2 separate regions of the Mus musculus genome follow, and region 2 is linked to region 1. A link is a contact called in public targeted proximity ligation data. All regions are on one chromosome and are shown on one strand. The core of a region is the stretch at or near the end of the contact, and the rest is flanking DNA. Distances in the headings are between cores, read along the strand shown. Region 1 has its middle 15 kb from the start of Mir101b. Region 2 has its middle 18 kb from the start of Gm41829.

Region 1 (6,810 bases), core at 1,906-4,405:
AGATCGGTGCTTTTTTTGCACGCTTAATTGTTAGAAATCTTGAAAGCGAGTGAGCGTTCACAGGCTCCGGAAGGGCACCGACTGTCAGGAAATTAAATCTCTTGACACCAAGCAACTTAAGAGGGAAAACTGGGGGACGTCTTAGAGATTCTGATGTGTGGTATGATAACTCTCAGAAGGCCTAGGAAATTAAACCGAACCCTTCACTTTTCTTTCCAAGCCTCCTCAGTTCTAGTTCCTGGGGGAGGCCCTGACTCCCAAACACTGGTTTCCTGTTTCCAGGCCTCCCTCGACCCTTTTCTTAGTATTCAGCACGTAGTCAATTGTCTTACCTTGTTTAACTCACAGAATTAAGCACTGGGTATGTCTTGTAATATTCTGTGTGCCCCCCCCCCTTTTTTTTTTCTTTTCTTTTTTTTTTTTAAGGAAGCCTTTGGTTCCTGAATTTCAGTAGAGTCTTGTTAAAACAACAGGGTTCAGGGTTTGACCTATGGCCAAATCCTAGCTTTGTCAGTACTCCTGGGCTGGCTCTGCATCCTTCAGACCTTTAGTTTCTTTTGAAATTCCAAAGCACCTACCTCACTGCATACCAGTATTAAGAGCATTTATTAAATACCCTGAGATCGGGATAGATAGTTTTTGGCTGTTCAGTTCTTGGTGCCGATTCAAAGTAGCCCTTCATCTAACAGGTTAATGTCAACATGAGTCACAGGCCATATCTTTACATCTAGTCCTTGGATGTGCTCAGCTAACAGACCAGATACAAGCTATGGCACCTGCATGGAGCTTGAGGTCAAACTGTCCCCACAACAAGAAGACAGAGTTAAAAAGGAGGCCTACAGGCATCCCAGCGAGGTTCTCTGTGTTCCAGCCAGTGAGGGCGGGATGAGAGCCCTCACTGCGTCAGCAATGCTGGGTCTAAAGCTCCACATTCACTCAGCCAGGTGGAGCTGTAAGGAGCCGCTATTCTCACCAAGAGAGAAAATGGCTGTGCCAATTTTGAGATCGTGTATGTCAATATTTTTTTTCTCTATAACTAGTCTGGTGCCATGGGGAACATCATGTAATACAAAATATACAACTCCAAGAGTCAGGTTGACGACGCTACATTTGAGTGAGCTAAAAGTCTTTTTGAGCCTTGGTTTGCTCATTGGGATATAAACAAAACCTAACTACAAAGGGAAACTAGGCCTGATAAGTTGAGCCACCTTTTTTATGGATAGTAGAATAGGGGATTCGGGGTCTTGAACCCAGAAGTACCTTGACAGGAGTATGGACAGTAGTTTGAACGGTCAGGTTTTGAAGTAGGAAAGAATGCAGCAGCAAATGAGAGATCAGACTGACTCAGACTTGCAAATTCAACCTGAGAAGTTCCCCAGGCCTCCCCATGCTCCGGGGTAGCTGAGCCCAGGACGCAGACATCTTCAGAGTTCACTCCCATCTCAGCTCTGCTTTTTCCACTGTTGTCTCCCTGCTCCTGGGTCGAACATTGTCTCTATTCCCGTTCTCTAGCTGAGGTTGGTTTGGTTTTTAATTCCCTTAGAATTGCATCTCTCATTGCTGAGTAGAGCATTCTTAGGACTCTCTGGGTCCTGTTCTCCTCTCTGGATGGTTATGTTATTGTTACCCAATTTGTGTGGACCAATGAGAATGGAAGAGATGACTCTCAAGGGAAGACTCCAGTGTTTCTTACAGAAGACAAAGGATCCTGGGGAAACAGAAGCAAGACTGCAGTTGTAAACTGCATGCTCAGACCCCCTCAACACCCTCAGAAGGGTACCCCACAACACCCCCTGCTAACCTCCCTTCCCCCATCCAGAATCTTCCAGTACTATAGTAAGGAGTTACTTACTATAGTAAAATAAAACTAGTTTAACAATATATAACCCATAAAAAAAAAGATTATATTCAGAAGGCTAATGTCCAGCCTAAATGTTGGACATTTTAGCCAGTGGTATTCTTGGATGGAAAGAGGAGCAGCAAGCATGAAGAAGTGACTGCGACCAGTTCAAGATGTGGGGCAGCATAGGAGTTGTAGCTGAGGAGAAGGTCGGGCCTGGCTGGAACAAAGAGCATCCGAATACAGACGTCAGCCCGTGGCCCCCCAGTGGCTCTGCCTTCCTCAACCTCAGGAAATCTGATTCAAGAATGGGAGGGGTGGCAGAGGGAGATTTCCGGATTTCCGGGGGTATAAAATGTTAATGGTTTCGGTTAAAAAAAAAAAAAAGCAATGAAGACATCAAGTGGGGCACTGAACGGGAGAAGTGTTGCTCTTACAATATAAGTCCTGTTTTACATTATAGTTGGCTGTTAAACAGGCAAACTTAGAACCTAAGTTTCATCTCTCATAGCTGTTTTCCTCAGCGAGTGTCTTAGTCCGGGTTGCTGTTGCTGGAATGAAACACCAGGACCGAAAGCAACTTGAGGAGGAAAGGATTCCTTTTGCTCATGTTCCCACATCACAGTCCCTCAATAAAGGCAGGACATAGGAACTGGGAGGCAGGAGCTGTTGCAGAGGCCAAGGAGGCTTGCTCAGCCGGCTTTCTTAGAGCATCCTGGATCACCAGCCCAGGGATAGCACCGCCCACAATGAGCTGGGTCCTCCCCCATCAATCACTAACTAAAATGTTCTACTCCTATCTTATGGAGACATTTTCTCCCTTGAGCTTCCCTCTTAGATGACTCTTGGAACGTGCTTATAGAAAAACACTAGCCAACAATTAAAAATTAAATGGTTTTGCCCCATTCTCAAAGAAACAAAAAGAGTGCACGAGCACCTTGTGAGGTAGCTGCTGCCTGGGAAAGAGGCTCCGTGGAGGCCAATGCCGTGATGGCAGCCTAGGGGCTTGACCTGCTGGTTTGCTCTCTTGCTGACCGCAGCATTCTAGACTAGAACACTGGGCTGGGCTTGAGTTACGGTCTCTAACCGTAATTAACTAGTGATTGATGGGGAGGGCCCAGCCCATTGTGGGTGGCGCTATCTCTGGGCTGATGATCCTGGGTCTCTAGACACAGTGTAGCACTTCCTGGGGGGTGTGGGTCATGTGGAAACATAGCTGGGCTTTCCCTGGAAAGGGATTGTAGACAGAGGCCTGGAACACTTTGCAGCCCCCACCCCAGAAATGAGTCACATTCAGTTTCTGTAAGTGATGTAAGAGATGACTCACGTCATGTAAGTGAATGTTCTGTGTAACATGGCACTGCAAACTCCTTGACCCAGGAACCCATCCCCATTCTGAGAAGAAAACAGTGTTAATGTCTGCTGGCTAGTTTTATGTCAACTTGTTACACTAGAGACATCTGAGAGGAGGGAGACTCAATGGAGAAAATGCCTCCATAAGATTGGGCTGTCAGGCATTTTATTAACTAGTGATTGATGGGGAGGGCCCAGCCCATTGTGGGTGGTGCTATCTCTGGGCTGATGATCCTGGGTTCTATAAGAAAGCAGGCTAAACAAGCCATGGGGAGCAAACCAGTAAGTAGCACCCCTCCATGGCCTCTGCATCAGCTCCTGCCTCTGGGTTCAAACTTTATTTGCGTTCCTGTCCCGGTTTTCTCCAAAGATAGACTACAATAAACCCTTTCCTCCTCAACTTGTTTTTGGTCATGGTGTTTCATCACAGCAATAGAAACCACAATGAAGAAAATGTCACACCATGGTTTTTTCCTGAAGGTAGAAATTTAGGGGTTCCTGGCATAGCAGTATTTTTTTTTAAGGAAAAATATAGTCTTACATTCTTTGTTTTTGAGACAGGGTCTTGTGCAGCACAGGCTGGCCTTAAACTCAGGATCTTCATGCTTCAGACTCCCTAGTGCTAGGATTACAGGTATGCATTTAACTCTCACATTCTTGACTGAAATATTTTTGAGAAGCTGAGTAATGTGCGGGACTTGAGGTGGAAAATCCAGGTTTCACTCCTACCCTCCCTATAATATGGAGAATCTGTATATCTCAGTTTCAAATCAATGGCTGCCCACCCCATCAGGCCCCAAGCCATATTCCCTTGTGTGGGCTTCCAGAAATTAAAACCTTCAGATGTGTGGGTAGGATGGGACTTTCTTTTTTCAGCTTATGTGATTATTACAAGGACCCCAGTTTTTCTGAGAGTTGCATAGACAAATCCTCTCATCCTAATAGTTCAATGTGCTCTGGAACCTACTTTGAGTCCTTGGCAAGATGGGGCCGGAAGAACTTAGGGAGAAATAGTCCCTAAGTAGAGAAGAGGACCCTAGAGAAATGGGAGGCCCCCTGAATATCTACAGTTGAACTAGGTCAAGTCTGAGCCTTCAAATGCTTGTGTCTTAGAGAAATCTGACCTGGGTTCTCCATGTTAGCACCTGCTGCAGAGATACAAAACTCTGCCTGTTTTTAACTGGGGATTGAAACCTAGGAACCTGGGCGTGTCAGGCAAGGGCTCTATCATGGAGCCTCATCTCCCATCTCCAGCCCTTTTTACCTTTTTTTTTTTTTTTTTTTTTTTTTTTTTTTTTTTGAGACAGGAGTTCCTTAAGCTGCCTCTGCTGTTCTTGAATCCCAAGTAAGTAGGATGACACGTCCACATCAAGACCAGCAAAGCTATGGCTTTGGAGGAGGGAGAACCAGGTTTCAGGGAATGGGAAGAGGGCTTGGGCCTTGTGAGTGGATTTCTGGAAAGATGCTCTTGTGTGTAAAACAAGCTCTTGTCGTGAATGCTGCTAGCCTGTTCTCTGGATGGGCTCTCCAGAAAAGAGCTGGGCTGGCTGCTCTGTTTTCTCTAAAATGGAGAGATCACGTGGGTGCTTTTCGCCGCTGTTGATATTTGTGTACGCTCTTGGGGCGCTTTCCTGACTAAGTGGGTGCTATTTTCAGTCCTGAGTTTTGTCTGTTGAGCATGTAGGATTCAAACAGCTCCTGTCCAGCTCGGGCTAGGACAACTGAAGCACTGAATGCCCTGCTCATTTTACCTCAAAGAGAGAAAGCATGTGACAAATGCCCTCAGATGGAAGAAATGGTGCAGCAGGAACCTTTTTTTGCAATATTATTAAAGCAGCTTTGCCAGAAGAAGAAGGACGGGAACAAGTGGAGAGCGTCAGCCATCCCAGTCCCCTGTGGACCATTTGCTAGGATTGTATGCCCTGGAATACAGGATACTCCATGGGTATTTTGTGAAATTTCCCTCCCAAATGCTGAGATCCTCCATGATTGCGATTAGTTACATCTCCATGATAAAGCATTACACAGCCAAGCATGGTGGGTTTGATGACTGTCATCCCAGCACTAAGTGTCTGAGGCAGGAAGATTGCAAACTCAAGGCCAGCCTGGGTCATCTAGTAAGACTGTCTCAAAAATAAACGAACCAACAAATAAATAACAACCCACAAATAAAACACAATGGAACTATTCTTATGGCATCACATACTTTATCGGGCAGTGGATTCTATCTGGTAGAAACCCGTCTAAGAATTTCGAGAACTTTAAAAGATGCTCTGACGCATCCTGAAAGAGGTTAGAGGGAGTACTATGACGTGATTGCCTCTTCAGCACTGCTTTCCGTACATTGTATCTATCTCCAGCTCTATTTAGATACATTGTATCTATCTTCCTTGGAGCGCTTTTCTCCCCAGAGCAGCTCTGTGCTTCTTGTTTGCTTTGACAGTTGTGCGTGTCCCTGCCTTACAGACGTCATCCCCACAAACATGCTCCTAAACTGTAGTGTAGGAAAGCTCCGATTGCACAGCCTATGCTGAACCAGGGGCATGGTTTGATGAACTGAGATCTGGGAGTACTGACCCAGGGCACGGGTGTCACTGCAGGGCATACCTTGGTGCCCTTTTGCAGGAATATTCTTTAGGTACTTACCTACTTAGAGATGAGAGGATGAACACTGTGAGGAAGGGTAGAAAGGCAGCACCCTAATTTCTCCTGTTTTGAAAAGAAAGCTAAAGCTCTGTAATTCACTGTGCTGGTTGGTTTTGTCCAGTTGTCACAAACTAGCACCAGATGGAAAGAGGAAACCTCAGGTGAGGAATTGCCTCCATCAGATCTGCCTGGGGCCATGTCCTTTAGGGCATTTTCTTGATTAATGATAGATGTGGGTGAGCTCAACCCAGTGTGGGCAAGCGGACCTAGATTATACAACAAAGTAGGTAGCCAGGCCTGGTGATGCACACCTTTAATCTCAGCATTCAGGAGGCAAAGGCAGGCAGATGGCTGTGAGTTTAAGGTCAGCCTAGTCTACAGAACAAGTTTTAGGACAGCCAGGACTGCATAGAGAGACCCTGTCTCAAAAACAAAACAAAACAACAACAAAAAACAAAAACAAATAAAACAACAACAAAAAACAAACAAATAAATATCCAAAGCAAGTTGAGCAAACTGTAAAGGCAGCATCACTTCGTGGTTCCTGCCCCTGCTCTTGATTGAGTTTCTGCCCTGACTTTTCTTAATAATAAACTGTGATGTGGACGTATATTCAAAATAACCCCTTTCTCCCGCTCATTGCTCTGACTGTGGTGTATTTCACAGCAACAGAAACAAAATTAGGACATTCTTCAAGTTTACCCAAACCCTTGAAAACTATAGTAGGATTTGAAATTAATCGGTGTAGTTTATTTGTGTGTGTGTGTGTGTGTGTGTGTGTGTGTGTGTAAGTGACTAATAACAGCTCAGAGAGGCTCAAGCAAAAAAGTGGGCTTCGTCTGTCAGCATCCTGTGTAGTCAATCTAAAGCATGATGCAGTAAGAATATAAGATTTGATGGGGGACCAGCATGGATCAGGTGATTCGGTCCAGTGCCCTGAGCCCACATCTCAGAGCAGCGCCTGTGCCTTC
Region 2 (6,810 bases), core at 2,819-5,318, 78 kb after region 1:
CTGCTCTTCCGAAGGTCCTGAGTTCAAATCTAAGCAACCACATGGTGGCTATTAACCTCCCATAATGGGATCTGACGCCCTCTTCTGGTGCATCTAAAGTCAACTTCAGTGTACTTATGTATAATGATAAATAAATCTTTGGGCAAGAGCAAGCAGGGACTGAGCGAGCAGGACTGACTGGAGTGAGCAGAGGTCCTAAAATTTAATTTCCAACAACCACATGAAGGCTCACAACCATCTGTACAGCTACAGTGTACAAATACATAAAATAAATAAATCTAAAAAGAAAAAAGAAAAGAAAGAAAGAAAGAAAGAAAAAGAAGACACACAATTCAAATCACAAGAACCTAAAAGATTATTAAAGACTACTTTGAACCACTGTGTGTGAACACATTTTCTAATGCAGAAGAAATGGATAGATTCCTGGGCATGTACACTTTACAAAGATTTGTGAAGAAATAGAAAACCAGAACAAACCAGTGTCAAGTAATGAGAATGAATTAATATTAAAAGTTTGTCCCAGATAGCTTTATTGATGAAGTCTACCAAACATCTTAGAACAACTCATTTCTCAAATTATTCCCAAAAACCAAAGAGGAGAAGAGCCGGGCAGAGATGGCACACCCCTTTAATCCCAGCACTCGGGAGGCAGAGGCAGGCAGATTTCTGAGTTGGAGGCCAGCCTGGTCTACAAAGTGAGTTCCAGGACAGCCAGGGCTATACAGAGAAACCCTGTCTCAAAAAACAAAAAACAAACAAACAAAAAACCAAAGAGGAAAGAATTCTTCTAAACTCATTCTAAAAGGTGAATGTCTTTGCAATAACCAAACTTGGGCACAACAACAACAATGACAAAAAGCTACAATCTTGCTAAGGACCAGCATCACCTTGGAAAAGGGATCCTGAGGAAGGGGTGTTTGGGAGCTTCGAAAGAAAGACTCAAAGTCAGTGGACAGGTTGACAGCTCTGTAGTCTGCTCTCTCTTGCAAGATAAAAAATTCTAAAAGCTCTCTGGATAGCTCATGGATTTTGTAACCAAAGTTAGAAAACTTGCCAGACAAATTCTAAAATGAAAACTGCAATATCTCTCTGCTACCTCATCTCTTGCAGACCAAAGGCCCAGTCTTTTATTTGCATATCAGTTCAATCTTTTAACCAGGTTCCCTTTTGGTTACCCCATGAATCAGCATTTTATGACTTTAGCCCCCTAATTCTAAGAAGAAGATAGCAAGTACATTTAAAAAAAAATCTTGGCAAATGAATTCAGAGATCTGCCTGTCTTTGTAAGCACAGACAATAAATTTAGCTGGGTGGTATCTTGATTTAAGATTGCTGCTCCCTAAATCTCATTATCTCCTTTCTTAATATCTTCCTGAGAAGTTAGCTCATAGTGCAGCAGCCTCTGTTCTTTTAGGTCTGTGAAGCCCCTCATATAATTCAAATTGCATCCCTATATTTTTACATAGTTGAGAAATTATACATTTTTAAACTCATGTCTTCATTGTTCTTTCCCACAGCCTTAAGGGCTGTCCTGAAGGTCACAGCATTTACCATTTTGCTGAGACACACTCTTGACTCCTGGTATTGTGCTGCTTCTAGTTATCATGAGGTTATTAACCTAGGCAGGGAGAAAAATCCCAGGTAACTTTGGTGGGAAGAACATTTCCTGTATTAGTCAGGGTTCTCTAGAGTCACAGAACTTACGGATAGTCTCTAGTTAGTAAAGGAATTTATTGATGACTTACAGTCGGCAGCCCAATTCCCAACAATTGTTCAGTCGCAGCTGTGAATGGAAGTCCAAGGATCTAGCAGTTACTCAGTCTCACGCAGCAAGCAGGCGAAGGAGCAGGAGCAAGAGCAAGAGCTAGACTCCCTTCTTCCAATGTCCTTATATTGTCTCCAGCAGAAGGTGGAGCCCAGATTAAAGGTGTGTTCCACCACACCTTTAATCCCAGATGAAAGGCGTAGCCCAGATTAAGGGTGTGTTCCTTAAACTCGGAGATTCAATCTTCTGGAATCCATAGCCACTATGGCTCAAGATCTTCAAACCAAGATCCAGATAAGGATCTCCAAGCCTCCAGATAAGGGTCACTGGTGAGCCTTCCAATTCCGGATTGTAGTTCATTCCAAATATTGTCAAGTTGACAACCAGGAATAGCCACTACATTTCCCATAGGAGGAACATAAAATACATGTGCAATATTATACAAACAAATCTTGCATCTAGCAACTGTCAACACTCATGGAGGCCCATGTCCTGTTAGCTCTGCTCCAGGGGCAGCCGTGCTGTATTGGACATAGTCCAATATCTGAAATGTAGGTAGATGCAACAATCATTAATAAATACCAGCTTTGTGTTCCACATGACACTGACACCCACTCACAGCTGTATTGATGTGGAAGCTAAAGGATTGTAGGCCACCCTTACATGCCAGTTATTGGATGAGCAGGTGTTCTGTTTTACTCAGGATTGGAGTTTTTCAGAGGTACAGAATTTTTGGCAGAAACTAGAGAACATTTCCGGACGAAAGCCAGTAGTCCCTTGCATGTCTAATAAACACAACCAAGGCACACATACTTATTGACTATTCATTTCAATACACGAATAAGCAGTGTAATGCTCAGATCAGGAAAAGCAATTCTCTCTCCTTAAACACTCATTGTTTCTTTACAGTAAAATCATTCTATCTCCTTTGAAGTAAATAAACATATCATCATCTAATCTATGCTCACTCTACTCTACAGCAGAGCACTACATTCCTAACCTGATTAGTGCCTATTAACCAAATCGCCACCCCTCTCCCTACCGTCTACTTTCTCAACCTCTGGCAATCCTATTCTAGTGTCATGTCTTCTAAGTCCAACTTTTTTAGATTGTACATATGAATGGGGGCATCATGTATTTGTCTTTCACTTAACAGTGGTCTCCAGATCCATGCTGTCACAAATAAAACGATTTTTATCTGAATACTATTCTGTTGTCTATTCTTTATCACTTAATCCATTGATAGGTACTTAGTCTGCTTCTGTTTCTTGGTTTTGTCAATGGGTCTGCCCTAACGGGAGTGTGGCTATCTCTTTGATATACTGACTTCATTTTCTTTGGAAATATACCCAGTGGTAGTGTTATCAGGTCATATATAGCAGTTCTAGTTTCAGTTTTATTTATGGGTCTCTATGGTGTTTTTTGCAATAGCTGTGTAAATTTTCATCCCTATCAACAGTGTGCAAGGGTTCCTTTTTCTTCATATCCTTCACAGCATTTACTGTTTTTTCTTGTTGATAACCATCATTCTTATTAGAGTGAGGTGACATCTTTTGTGGTCTTAGCTTGTAATTCTCTGTGGCTGGTGATGTTTAATCTCCCCACCCCCACCTCATATACCTGTTGATCATTTCTGTGTGTTCTTTTGAGAAATGGTCTATTTCCCATTTTAAACATCAGATTGTGTGGGGGTTTTGCTATGGACTTGCATGGTTTCTTTATATATTTTTGGATATGAACCTTTTAAAATAAGTAAACAACTAGCCATATTTGGGTGCTGTTCTATTATCTCACCAAGATAAGAAAGTCCTGTTATTATCAGAGAACTTTCAAATGTAGTTAGCAAAATAACAGTTACCTAACTAAACTTCCCTAGCTGAAACCATAATAAGATGTTGCCAAATTTTAACTTAGTGTGTGATGATAAATATATTGTGTCTGCAAATATCTTTCATTACCCCCGCCCCCCCCCCATGTGTTACTAGAGGCAGAGAGAAGCCAGAAATCATGGCCAGGTTTCTGCAGGAGGGATGTAGAGGAGAGAGTCAATACCCAACATTTACTAATACCTGCCTGTCAAGTGTGTTAGATTAGTTAAATTTTTTGGTTCCATTATATGTCTCTTCCTCAGTAATGGCTGAAACACAAGGTGGCTGCCTGAATTTTTATCAGAGCTGGGATTTGGGCACCTCAAGATCTATGAATTGACCTTGAGTTTATCACATGCTTTTAAAGGGGGTATAGCTTCCAAGGCATCTGTCTGGGAAGCTGGTGAGGCTATCAGCCATATACATTTTAGAAAGCATGTTTCAAACAGATGGTCTTTTGGCAGAAGTCTGTTGGTTTTGAAGATTGGGAGTGAAGTGGCCCATAAGCAGGAAGTGTTGGGGCACTGGGATGGGGGGAGGCGCGCTGCATGGAGGTGGAGACCTCACTCAGAGTGCCAGGTCTCTGAGATCTGGAGGCGGTAGTAGGCAGCAGTATAGAAAGAGAAGTGGAAAGATCCCAACCATAACCTCTATTTCAAAATACTTGGGACGGTCGGCCCAACCTTCAAAAGGAGACAGTCTTCTTCCTCTTTCTTCTGCATCAGGTAGTCAGTTCCCTATTCTCAGAACCCAGAATCTCAGGTTCAAAGGCAGCTGCTCAAGGGAAACTGGGGTTGGACTGACTTGCGGGATACCCAACCCCCTCTGCCTGGCCACACCCACGCCCTCCCCTCCTATGCTGTTCTCCCCAACTGCGCCACAGGACAGCCTGTACTCATGTGGAACTCTGTGCGTTCAAACCATGTACTATTGTTTTCCTATGATTTACTAAGTTGATTGAAGCCCTCTATACCTCCAATGCTTTCGAATCAAGCTATAAATAAATGCAGATAAATGTTTCGAGGACTTTTTTTTTTTTTAAGAAAAGTTTTGCCATTATTCTTTGTTTTTGAAAGAAAAATTTCAAAGTAACAGACTGACCTTGTAGGGATATATGCAAATACAAATCCATAGGTTAAGGCATTGCCTGTGTTTCTTAAGTGATCAGTCTTTACTGGCAGGCTATTTCATAACCTTGAGAGACTAATAAGGTGATTAGGTATTGAAAATGAGGTCATCTATTTAACCTACATGTTCCATGTCATCCTTAAAGAGAAAAATTAAAATGAGGAACGTTTTTTCTTCCATTAACTCACCTACAAAATAAGCAGCACTCATAAGAATATTCAAATTTTGATAACACTTCCTACACATTAACAGTGGGATTAAACACATCTTTCATCACAGTCAATTAGCAGGATGAGTGAAGAAGGATAGAATCTTCTCAGAATTTATACTAAGGAAACAATCTAAAAATTAAACAATGTCTGACTGAAGTATGCATCCTGTTACAGGAAAGTTATTTGTCATGGCGAGAAATTAGTCATACCCTAAAAATCCAGCAACAGGAAATGTTAATTAAAGTATGGCTCAGCTGCTAAATGCGAGATTGTTTAGCCATATCAAATAATGGCCTGGAGAAAGTACCATCTAGAAAGCCCTAATGGTAACACTGTAGGTAAATCTGTGGTGCAAAAGCAAAGAAAAACAAAAGAACAAAACAGAAAAATGGAGACTCACAGGTTTGTATTATAAGCCACTTTCCCTATTGCAGGACCATTGTTCAAACTAACTTTAGATAAGAGAAATACAAAATTATTCCTATAATATTGTCAGACAGGGCTTCAAGGATGTAAATAGAGGGGGCTAGGGAGATAACTGAAGTGCTAAAGATTCACCTTACAAACGCAAGGACCTGAGTTCAATGTAGGTTAGGGGAGGAGGAGGAGGAGGAAGAGGAGGAAGAGGAGGTGGAGGAGGAGGAGGAGGTGGAGGAGGAGGTGGAGGAGGAGGAGGAGGTGGAGGTGGAGGAGGAAGAGGAGGAGGAGGTGGAGGTGGAGGTGGAGGAGGGAGAGGAGGAGGAGGAGGAGGAGGAGGTGGAGGAGGAGGAGGAGGTGGAGGAGGAAGAGGAGGTGGAGGAGGAGGAGGAGGTGGAGGAGAAGGTGGAGGAGGAAGAGGAGGTGGAGGAGGAGGAGGAGGTGGAGGAGGAAGAGGAGGTGGAGGAGGAAGAGGAGGTGGAGGAGAAGGTGGAGGAGGGAGAGGAGGTGGAGTAGGAAGAGGAGGAGGAGGAGGAGGAGGAGGAGCGGGAGCTGCTGCTAATACATAATCGGGTATGGTGACTTGTGATTGTAATCCTAGGGCTAGAGAGGAGACTCCCAGGGGCTTCCCAGGAGTCCCCCTTGTCAGCTTGTGCAAGTCTGCTTCCCCAAAATTACTATCTTTAAGTCAAAAACAATTTTTTTTTCCCGTTCTACCCCTCTAAAAGACAATAGAGGGAACCCATGGAGGAATCCATGTTTCACCCGAAACAGAGTTTTGAAGGTTCTGCAATGTGCTAACTAACAGGAAACCTCCTTTGCGTCTCTGGGATACTCTGCCCGGTTCATCAGGTCTGAGAGGTGTGTGTGGCCGGGCGGGCGCACGACTGTCAACAGTTCACATTAAATAAGAAAACCAGATCATTTGATTACAGAGGGAAACACCACAGGCTCTGACAGCTGGCAGGGAATTCAGAGTGGGACTCTCGGGCTAAATCTTCCTCTGAGGCAATGGCTTGACTCAATCCAAGCCTTCTTCCTCGCTGCACGGATTCTTGTCCGGCTCTTACAGCTTTAGAATGTTCTTGTGTGTTTACGCATATGTGTGCGTGTGTGGGCATTTGTGGAGGCCAGAGGTCAATGTCAGGCGTCTTCCTCTATGATTCTTCACCGTATTTTTCAGAGCTTACTGATTGGCTAGTCTGGCTGGGCTGTGAGCTTCGGGGGTGCACAGTCTCTCCCCAGCCCTAAGGTTACAGACACTTGACTCGGCTCTTTATTAACTGAGCCATCTCCTCGGTCCAGTGTTAGAGTTTTCTCATGTTTTGGTTGATGCCTTTACATTATTTTCGCCCCAGCTTCATTATGGAATATTTATCTAGTATTTTTGTCCAATAGTATTTGATTATTTGAGCTGGGA

The links.
Region 2: a targeted proximity ligation map of CD8 T cells shows a contact between it and region 1, with 8 read pairs. A contact is called at or near these places in 5 of 484 Hi-C or Micro-C datasets (CD8 T cells, bone marrow-derived macrophages, embryonic stem cells and 2 more) and 5 of 130 datasets of targeted methods (CD8 T cells, effector CD8 T cells, embryonic fibroblasts and 2 more).

What each region holds. Positions count from the first base shown.
Region 1 is chr19:29,147,221-29,154,030 of GRCm38.p6, forward strand. No RefSeq gene overlaps it. Among named protein-coding and RNA genes, the nearest start is that of Mir101b, 15 kb to the left of the region's middle.
Region 2 is chr19:29,223,978-29,230,787 of GRCm38.p6, forward strand. No RefSeq gene overlaps it. Among named protein-coding and RNA genes, the nearest start is that of Gm41829, 18 kb to the right of the region's middle.